Regions from separate parts of the Mus musculus genome. Here region 2 is linked to region 1. The links are chromatin contacts, called in public HiChIP or PLAC-seq maps. All regions are on one chromosome and are shown on one strand. Each heading gives the region's core, a stretch centred on a gene start, on an enhancer-like site or on the middle of the called end of the contact. The rest is flanking DNA. Distances are from core to core; before and after follow the strand shown.

What was found. HiChIP or PLAC-seq counts read pairs in DNA pulled down with a chosen protein or histone mark.
Region 2: a contact with region 1 is called in a FOXA1 HiChIP or PLAC-seq map of pancreatic cancer cells. The contact joins two enhancer-like sites. A contact is called at or near these places in 5 of 39 promoter capture datasets (the 3T3-L1 cell line, cranial neural crest, embryonic stem cells and 2 more), 1 of 484 Hi-C or Micro-C datasets (embryonic fibroblasts), 4 of 115 datasets of contacts at active chromatin or transcription factors (a beta-TC-6 cell line, bone marrow-derived macrophages, pancreatic cancer cells and 1 more) and 1 of 9 other capture datasets (embryonic stem cells).

What each region holds. Positions count from the first base shown.
Region 1 is chr13:109,313,691-109,318,726 of GRCm38.p6, forward strand. All of the region lies in intron 3 of Pde4d (phosphodiesterase 4D, cAMP specific), which reads left to right. Among named protein-coding and RNA genes, the nearest start is that of Mir582, 8.5 kb to the right of the region's middle. Within about 2 kb of position 2,086, at least 14 of the 459 cell types and tissues checked have an H3K27ac peak or open chromatin away from gene starts, as enhancers often do. A contact at or near this core is called in pancreatic cancer cells, where this site is marked.
Region 2 is chr13:109,552,719-109,558,432 of GRCm38.p6, forward strand. The region is part of intron 3 of Pde4d (phosphodiesterase 4D, cAMP specific); the gene reads left to right. Among named protein-coding and RNA genes, the nearest start is that of Gm32703, 110 kb to the left of the region's middle. Within about 2 kb of position 3,008, at least 11 of the 459 cell types and tissues checked have an H3K27ac peak or open chromatin away from gene starts, as enhancers often do. A contact at or near this core is called in pancreatic cancer cells, where this site is marked.

The DNA of each region.
Region 1 (5,036 bases), core at 836-3,335:
CTTAATAGCTAGTCTTCAACTCTCCACACTGGCTATTACAGCTGATTCTCTAACAGTGCACAAGAATTGCCTGCTCGTTATGGATCTGCAACACTTGGGCTTATTAGGTTTAATATTTTGCCTCTGTGTTTGATGAGATGTTTACCTCACCTCTAAATATCGTCTGCTTAGTCACTGATCTATCTTCCCTAATCATTTAGCAATGTTGCCTGTCTCCTCAACACTCTCTTTTCTCCTCTTTACTGCTCTGACTGCTTGCATCCAGTTCCAACAGTGCCAATTCACTTCATCTTAAGTCTATTAAAATGCTACAGTAGAAGCTTATGCTACAGAAATGCTCATCACAGCACCCCAACATCCAACATGATAGGTGACATTAGCCATTGAATGTCCCAGTGTTAGGGTAAAATATTAATACAGAACTATTCACTCAAGAGCTCTTAGAATTTTTCATACTTGACACTTTCTCTGCAGTAATTATAATTAAATAGAGATTATGAGTGCCGTGTCTCTGAAAATTGGTCATCTTGTTCATTTGTCACATCTAGGCACACATCATAAGACTCTTACGCAGGAACTCCATCTTCTAGTTTTGGTAATTGTGAAGCCAGTCTTATATGCCTCACTGCTAGAGTTCAAGTTGACGATATATCACAGTGCTGTTATGTGTTTTAAAACAGCACTTAATTCATTATGGGTTTTGTGGAAAATGAATTTAGCATAATGATAGCCGCATGATAAATCTCTGGCAATAGAACGGAGAACTTCAAATTTCCATAACAACTTTACCCAAAAATTACAAGTTAATTATTTCTGTCTTTGTATTAATTTATTATATAGTATGCCTAAAGAGCTAGTGACAGACAGTAGGCAGAGACATTTAGGAGAATAAAGATAGAGATATATTCTAGGATTAGAAATGAAGTGGATATGGTAGGAAGAGATGTATCCAGTCAAATAAATGGATTTTTCCTCATGTATGGGTGGCATTCAAATGATCTAGCTCGGTGTTATTTGAACCACCTGACACCATCTTATACTTCTACTAGTTACTTCTCTTGTTGCCAAGGTAAAATACATGAAAGAGGCAACTAAAGGAGACAGAGTTTATCTTGGCTCCCAGTTTTGAGGGTCCAGTCCACCACAGAAGTCATAGCAACAAGCCTGAGACAGTTGGTCACTGTGTCTTCTGGTGAGAAGCAGAGAGCGATGAATCCTGGTGCTCCACTTTCCTTCTTCCTTTTTTGGTACTGGACACTAGCCTCTGAGATGCCACTGCTACACTGATAGTGGGCCTTCCTGCCTTAATTAAACCCATCTGAAAAATCCCCTATGTGCACACTAGGGTTGTGGTTGTTTTGAATCCAGTGAAGTTGATAGTGAAGATAGCAATCTCAGTACTGTAAAAGAATTAGAAAACGTTATGCTTTTTAACGGACTGAATTCTGTCAAAATATGGCCAAGAACCAGCAGCCAAATTTGCAGTCACTGGGGAAAATGGCCTGAAGGAAACACACTTGGTTTTGAGAATGTAATTGCCAAAAGAAATTTCATTCAAATATGAGTTAATGAAACAGTGTATGGTTAAGTAAAACCCAACAATAATCATGAGTGTATTTTGAGTGTTTGCTTTCCCATACCAAAGAGAATTTTGTAAGAATTGCTAATAGATAAAATGTGAATATTATGTAAGCTTTATCAGTGTTTTTCTCAACTGTTTTTAGTGGTTGAGCTATCAATGTACCCCCGACACATCAAAGAGGAGAGATTACAGTTTATTGATAATATGTTCCCAGTTAGCCTTCCTGGGATAGTACAATCCTGACAGTGGTGGGGGCTTAAGAAACTTACAGACAGAAGCTAGAGAGCTCTGGCTAGACCTTAGGAGACGACTATGGCTGTGTCTGTGTGTGATTCCCAACCAGCGTTTAAAGCCACAACCTCTGCCACTGCAGTTCAACAGGATGGGGGAAAGCAAACAATTCAAAAAGGAGTGGAGAGAACCGAAGAACGAATGGTGAAAGACCAAACAGGTTACACAACAGGAACGTGTTATTGACAGCCTGGCTAAATACATGAATGGACCTCTTAGCAGCCTTGTGTTCTGAAGGAGGCCAAATGCCTCAGGGTGAAGAGATTAAAGCGCTGATACTGAGGGCAATTATATGAATTCTTGAGACACGATTGAGATTTCTTATCAACAGAAATTTCCGGGAAGGATGACGTGTCAGAATGTGGAAACTTTCCAATGTGCTTGTAAGAGTTCCCTAAAGAGAGGACTATGCAGAGACTGCCCCACCCGGGGATCCATCCCATAAACAACCACCAAACCCAGACACTATTGCATATGCCAACAAGATTTTGCTGACCGGACCCTGATATAGATGTCTCCTGTGAGGTTATGCCAGAGCCTGGCAAATACAGAAATGGATTCTCACAGTTCCATCTACTGGATGGAACACAGGGTCCCCAATGAAGGAGCTAGAGAAAGTACCCACATTGCTGAAGGGGTCTGTAGTCCCCTAGGAGGAGCAACATATGAACTAACCAGTACCCACAGAGCTCCTGTCTCTAACTGCATAAGTAGCAGAGGATGGCCTAGTCTGCCATCAATGTGAGGAGAGGCCCCTGGTCTTGTGAAGATTCTATGCCCCAGTATAGGGGGATGTCAGGGCCAGGAATTGGGAGTGGGTGGGTTGGGGAGCAGCGGAAGGGGAGGGCATAGGGGATTTTTGGAGAGTAAACTAGGAAAGGGGATAACATTTGAAATGTAAATGAATAAAATATCTAATAAAAAAAGAATTTCCTAAAGACGTGCAAAAATGCTAAGACATTAACAGAAAGTATAAGAAAGTGTAAGAAGTTCTAACACTCCATAAACATGGGCAGGCACGCTTATGTCTTTCGATCTGCAGATCTGCAGCTCCAAGTCAACAAGACATTGGGGGCTCTTCGATATGTGTGGAATTAGTTCATATGTTCTAGTTTGGAATATTTCTGTATCTTTTTTTTTCTTGATTCCCATTAAATATGTATGCAATTGTGACACATTACTAGTCAGTTGTGACCTGCACGTATAAACAATATATATCCCAACCACATTCCAGGGGTCCTTGTTACTTGTGACTTGGAGTTCTATTTTGTACGTTCTTGATATTATTGATAAAAGAATTTTTTGAAAGATGTGGACTTGGGAAGTAAGCTCAAGGACCGTTTTAAGAGAGTTTGAGAGAAAGACTGCAGGATAAACAAAGTATGAAACCCAGACAACTGCTTGGGAGAAAGGAGAGAGAGGAGAAGAGTTTCGGAAAGCCACAGGTTTTGAGCTCAGGTCAGTAATGGCAGTCTCTAGGCCGCTGTAGAAAGAGCTAGTTATTGTTTAGAGGAAAAGCAGCGAGAGAGCCCAGAGGAAAAGAGTCCCTAGAGCTTGGGCCTGTATTCAAAGAAGAGGTGGGCAAGGAAAGGCTCCAGTCTGGTGTTAAGACTCAAAAAAGCAAGTGAGCTAGGTGCTACAGTAGCCTTGTAAACAGCCATCCCAGGGAGAGGATGCTGTGAGTGTAAGTATTGATTATTAGGGGATAGTCGGTCCTCTCAGCTCCTTTGCAAACCTACAGGGGAGGCAGCTTTCCTGAAGAATGGCCTCCTGGCCAGGTGACTGACAAAGCAAGTCACAAGAGACAACAGTATGTATGTAAGGTTCTGCTCTTGGGGCGTCAACCTGAATATCTTATTTCCAGCCATGGTCAGAAATAGAATTCAGATTCCATTCTTTTGACTAAGAGGAAGGTACCTCAAAAAAAGCCCCCAATAAGTCTACTTTTTCATATACTTAAAGGGAGGGAGGTTTCCACATGGAAAGAGGATATCTGTAATGGCCCCTAAGCTTGCTGATGTCTGTCTGTCTGTCTGCCTAATGATGTCAGTGCTTTCTGTACATGGTAGGTATTGGCCAGCCCATTGCCTTATAACACATTGAAAGTGCAATACATGGCTTTTAAATATCAAGATAGAATAAAAGTACTGACGGAAGTTTATACATGCACTTAAAATCATCAGTACTATATATAAATGAGAAGGTTTTTGTTCTCATGGTTACTCAGGGTACAGCACTGATAGGACTTAGAACAACCATTCTGATAGCAGTGAAATATATCATACTTGGTTCTGCTACTCCATTTATACTGTTGACATTAAGTTAAATATTATCTTTTGGTATTTAAATTAGGCATATATTCTCCCATGATAAACACATGAGTGTGATTACCTTATAAGTGAACTTTTGAGGAATGAGGGTGCGGTAGACATTCTCACATCTATCATCTACATGGCTGCATGTGTGCTCCCAGCTTATTCTGAATAAAAGTGGTATTCTCTGCTTGTTTAGTATTTGGGAACATCGCTTTGTGCTTTTTTAAAAAGATTTTATTTATTTATTTTATGTATATGATGAGTGCACTGTAACTATCTTCAGACACACTGGAAGAGGGCATCAGATCCCATTACAGATGTTTGTGAGCCACCATGTGGCTGCTTGGAGTTGAACTCAGGCCCTTTGGAAGAGCAGTCAGTGCTCTTAACTGCTGAGCCATCTCGCCAGCCCAGGTTGGTTGCAGTTTTACTTAGTATTATTGATACTGTTATTATTGGTTCTTATGTTGCAGCTTTACATAGTATTATTATTACTATCATTATCACTTTGTAATTCAGTGGGTCAAATCCAGGGCCTTGCATATCTCAGGCAAATACTCTAAAAGCTGAACTTGAGCCCCTATCATACTATAAATGAAGAATTTCTTCCTTGACTGCACTCCATTCTAAGTAGGGTCCCTTCTTGCACTTCCACTTCCCAAAGAATCCTGGGAAGAATTCTCCCCAGTTCCCTGGGTCCTGGGCCAGCACAGCTAGGCTTTCATTGTATAATTATTTACATAGTGGAGATATATTCACACACACACACACACACACACACACACACACACACACACGTCACATCTAGAAACAGAAACGCTTAGGAAAGGCAGTCTGTCTTCTTTCCC
Region 2 (5,714 bases), core at 1,758-4,257, 240 kb after region 1:
AAAGGGTGAACGTTGGTTTGTGTGTTGCTGCCTCCCTTTCCCCCTTGAACATGGCACAATCAGCGCCATTCTGTTCCCATTCCATGCTACATAGTAAATAATAACAAGAAGCAGTAATTTAACCCACAGAAAGAAATGGGCACTGGCTGAAAGCTCCAAAGTTTTATGAAAAATTAGTGCAGTCAAGTGTTATGAAAGCAAACGCATACAGGTGCTAGGGAACTGGGTAACATGGAGGCCTGTTTTTGTGTCTGATGATGGTTGTTGTTTTGTTTTTGTTTTCTGTTTCCTTGGCTTTGCTTTGAGACAGGGATTTACTTTGTAGCCCTGAGCAGCCTTGTACTCACAGAGATCTGTTTGCCCCAACTATTGGGATGAAACGGACACTACACTGTATGTGAAAGGTGGCAAGAAGCACTTTGTTAGTATGTAAGAAAGAACAAGAGCCTGAGGGTATTTCGTGTACATGAGTGAGCATATGTACACATATGTTCATGTGTGTTCCCTTAGTGATCATGGCTAGAGTGAAGGTGGCAGACTAGGAGAAAAAGCAAACTAAGTAAAAGGCTGAGTGCCTGGGGATAGCATGCACAAGGGCTGGATGTGGAAAGCCACAGGAAGAGGACAGCTTGCTGAAGAAGACCTCTGTGACTGAGATGAAGGACACTTTGCAGGATGACGCTAAAGAAGATGCTTAGGACCAGCAGAGATGCAGCCTTATAGACGTTATCAGGGAGTTCGTCTTCTATCCAAAGAACGATAGTAGCTGCCATTGCTTGGTGGGTAAAGGAACTTGCTTCCCAGCCTAACAAGCTGAGTTTGATCCTGGGGATCAAACACAGAAGAGAACTGTGCCCTGCAAGATGTCCTCTCAGCTCACCGGACACATGGGTTGTCTCTGTCTCTCTTTCTCTATGTGTGTGTGTGTGTGTGTGTGTGTGTGTGTGTGTGTTCTCTGTCTGTCTGACTGTCTGTCAGTCTGTCTGTCCCTCTCCCTGTCTGTCTGTCTGTCTCTCTCTCTCTGTCTCTCTGTGTGTCTCTGTCTCTCTCTCTCTCTCACACACACACACACACACACACACACACACATATACACACACTAGCATGCATGGACACACACACACATGCAAGTGCAGATACAACCTCATACACACAATTATAAATAAATAAAATTGTTACTATAATAAATACATAAATAATAATAAAAATTAAAAAATTAAAGACCTTTTTAAGTGAGTACCAAGAAGGCAAGCCAGAAAAAGGCTTAGCAGGATGGAAAGTAAGGCCCGTACATATTCAGATTCATGCTTTGAAGCCGGGCGTGGTGACGCACGCCTTTAATCCCAGCACTCGGGAGGCAGAAACAGGCGGATTTCTGAGTTCGAGGCCAGCCTGGTCTACAGAGTGAGTTCTAGGACAGCCAGGGCTACACAGAGAAACCCTGTCTTGAAAAGACAAAAAAAAAAAAAAAAAAAAAACAACCAAAAAACAAAACAAAAACAGATTTCTTCTTTGAAGGCTTTTCTCCTTTCTTCGATTTTCTCCTTTTGCTGAGATGTAAATTCATAGCATGTGAACTTACAGCACACACATTGATAGTTCCTTATAGATATTCTTGCTGCATTATCTTTGCATGTGTCCTAAGTGGCCTGAGATCCTTTGACATCCCAAGGTGTCAAAGACACTGTGTCCAAAGTAAATAACATCCGGAACGGAAGTGGAATGAAATATCTACATAGGACTGCTTGCTTGATTCTCCTAGCGGAGTCTCCCTGACACACTGCTCTCTTGACTTGGCAGAGCATTTGCTTGCTCTACTGATGACAAACCCAGAGGATGACATGATTGTGACAATTTCCTTGTAGTGACTTTGCTGTCATGGATGAACCTTTCTTTGCCCACACACTGTAAGAGAAAGTCACTGATTGAGTCTAAGCGGCTTTAGTGGCTGCCTTTCTCCACCCTCAGAACAGCCTGGGAATGACGTTGCCATCCTTCACAGGTCTTAACCCAGTAAAACTTTTGCTCTGTCTCTTTAGCAACTAGCCTTACTTGGGGTGGTGTGTTTGTGTTGATTTAACCATGCCTTCCCTCTGGGACAAGGAATACCACAGTCAGTGAAGATTCAGACCAGAAGTTCAGGTCACTGGGAGAATCCCACATGGTAGGCACCTGTATGTCAGCAAGAACACTCCTGTTCCAATTTAATGTGGATCCGTCTTGCTCCTATCATTTCTACTGTCTTCTTTCTGACTCTTAATTTATAGAATCTAATGGACAAATGTGTTTTATCAAATTTCAATAAAAGATCCCTAGGTGAACCCTGAACTGTGTTATGTACACTCTAGCCATAAAATAAATACTCACTGATTTTAGTGACTAACCACGGAGACTGTAGTTCTTACATATACTCAAAAGGCTCTGCATCAGTGATACAAGGGTCTGTAGATGTAAAATCCAAATAAATACTTAACAATGGAAGTTCTGCCTGCACAATGATCTCATTAACAGGGATTTGCTCTCCTTGCTCTTCCTACCTCTTCTGTTATCATACTGTTATAATATGTTGTCTATGATACATAAGAATAATAATATACATGCTGTCTATAATAGTAAGGGTTCTATATATCCAAGGTGCACAGAGAATGGGTTAAGACTTAGGCTTTGAGTGACTCACTACTCAAGCAGTCATCAGAAAAGAGAGGCTTCTGCTCTAAGTCCTGCTCCAGTCCTCCTGCTTCTTCCTCTTTTAGGGAAAAGAGAAACGGGAATCTTCTGATGGAGGTGCAGGCAAGCCTCTTGGTTTCTAGACTACAAGATGTCATCATTTGTAAGAGTTTACTAGGAAAGCCAGGGCCCTGGACACCTCAGGAAACATGGGGGAAAGCCCATGCAACCAGGAAACGGGCATTATCGGGGAAGGCATCCCCAGATGAAGGAAGAGGGGTGCAGCCAACTGTCCAGACGACTCAGCATGAGGTAGCGAGGTCATGCTGGGGTGATCTCACCCAAGGTACACCTTTGGGTAAATCATTAGTCATGAGTAAGCTTGAATAGTAACAGACCTCATGGCCTGGCATCGCCTTGCTACTTGGTGGCCCCTGTTTAATTTCCTAGCACAGTTGGCTTCTGCAAATCCTTACTTAGTATTGTCTTATCCTGCTGTCTTCTGTCAGGACAAGATAATGAAAAGCACTCCTTTAATTAACATCTCTGTGTATTTTAATTGATTGAGAAATTTCGTTATAATTTTATTAAGAGAAAGTTGCAATGAAATTTAATTCACTTCCTATGTCTTTTTTTTTTAATATTTGTATTCCTTTGCGATTCTTATCCACTTAGTGTATGTGATTTTTGCTCCTCCTGCCTTTCACTTTTGGTGTTTTTCTAAATGTCTTATAACTCCTCCACAGTTGTCATGTTCCCGTATATCTCCTTCCAGCCATCTTATGTAAGGCCACACCTGCTGAAGGTCTTTCGATGATGAGCTGAAGTTTATCCGGTCATGTTAGTTACTGGTCTTAGCTTTATGCCTTTGTGGGGAAATCACCTCCATGTGTCTTAGGGAAGCAGGGGGCTACTATTGTCTAGTCTGAGAACACTGAAATTGTGTGCAAAGAGGCATAGCAACGTTCAGTATGCTGATGAGTGGGTCCTTGTTTGTCAGGTAAGAATACCAGGGCTCACACCAATAAGCAGCAATGCTAGCGTTGCATGGGGACCTGACTTGGTTTTTGTTTTGTTTTGTTTTAACCCAGTAACTACATTGTATAGAGTTGTTTGCAAAGCTGGCAGAGAACCACTTAAAAGAGTGTTGCAAATGGCAATGTAGATGAAGAGCAGAACCATTTTATAGGTACAGGACAAGGAGCTGATGGAAGAGATGGAGGGAAGCTGTGAAGTCTAGATGCCCCAGTACTTGGCAGTACTTGGCTAGGAAGCAGGACTGGGAAAGAAGTTAGGGGTTTCCCCAGGATACAAATAAGACAGAACCCAGCAAGAGAGGCCTGGAGGAGGGATAGTTCCTTGATGGTGCTCTCTGGTGGTGCTCCCTGGTTGGGAGCTTCTCAGGTGGAGCTCTGTGTGTACCAGGTATGCAGACATGTCTAGAGTTCAGAAGAGCAAGCTGAACCAGTGAGCTTTCCTGGGAGATGTCCATGGTGAGAGGTGGTGGCTGTCATTCAAGTCAACAATATCACTGGGGGCAGGGGAGGGATGACTAAGGTGAGAACACAGGAGCGGTGGGCACTCACGCATGCTGGCAATGGGAAGGGAGAAGAAAGGAAAAGGCTGAAAATGAAACCAAATAAACAGAGTGCAGATGGTGTGAAGAAACTCAGTGTGTGGACACCAAGAGGAAGGAGGATGGCAGAAAGGAGGGCAGGCAGGAAGGTTAGGAGTGTTCCCTAGGAAGCCTAACTCAGTTGGCAAAAGAAAGTCCTACAGCGGGAGGAGCAGAAAACAGATTGAGCTTGGTTATGTGTAAATAAGAGGGGACAATAGAGACAGTGGGTGTGAGCGTGATTAATTACTTCAACAAATGGGCCTTATTGTGAGGAAGCGATGGTAAGTTTTTGAACAGAGAAATTGGAAATTATTTTTTAAATAAGAATTCAGTGTCATCAAGCTCTTTTTATCCTCAGGGGAAGGATTTGACAATAAAGAAAAGTACAGTGAGGATAAAGGTCCAGGCTCTTTATCAGATGTTATAGAGAGATCAGATCCAAAACATTAAGGGAAGGATTTACCTGAGGTGGTAAACGTGTGTGTGTGTGTGTGTGTGTGTGTGTGTGTGTGTGTGTGCATGTGTACATATGTGTATGTGTGTGTATATGTGTATGTGTATATGTGTATGTGTGTGTATGTCTATGTATATGTGGGTATGTATGTGTCTATCTCTATGTGTATGTGTGTGTATGTATGTATATGTGTATGTGTGTGTATTGTATGTATGTGTGTGTATGTGTGTCTATGTATATGTGGGTATGTATGTGTCTATCTCTATGTGTATGTGTGTGTATGTATGTATATGTGTATGTGTGTGTATTGTATGTATGTGTGTGTATGTGTGTCTATGTATATGTGGGTATGTATGTGTCTATCTCTATGTGTATGTGTGTGTATGTATGTATATGTGTATGTGTGTGTATTGTATGTATGTGTGTGTATGTGTGTCTATGTATATGTGGGTATGTATGTGTCTATCTCTATGTGTATGTGTGTGTATGTATGTATATGTGTATGTGTGTGTATTGTATGTATGTGTGTGTATGTGTGTCTATGTATATGTGGGTATGTATGTGTCTATCTCTATGTGTGTATGTGTGTATGTATGTATATGTGTGTGTATGTGTATGTATGTGTGTGTGTATGTGTGTGTGTGTGTGTGTGTGTGTGTGATGGAAGTGATAGACGTGTGCATGAGTTCATCACATTGTTGACTGAACATGGTACTTTTGTGTGGTACTCTTTTTAGTAGGAATATCATCTGCCATGTACAGGAATTGGGAACCCAAGTATTTGAGAAGAAGGAAGAAAGGGTATTTTGCTGTGATCCTTAGGGAAACTCGGAGATGGGGCTGCTTAATTGTTGCCAGAACTTAAATATATACAAGCAATGCTTGGGCTGAAGTATAGGAAAGGTTGGCCTGATTCCCGTAGCCTTTCTAGATTACATGATCAGCCCATGGCCACTAGAGGGAAACAGTGTGCCC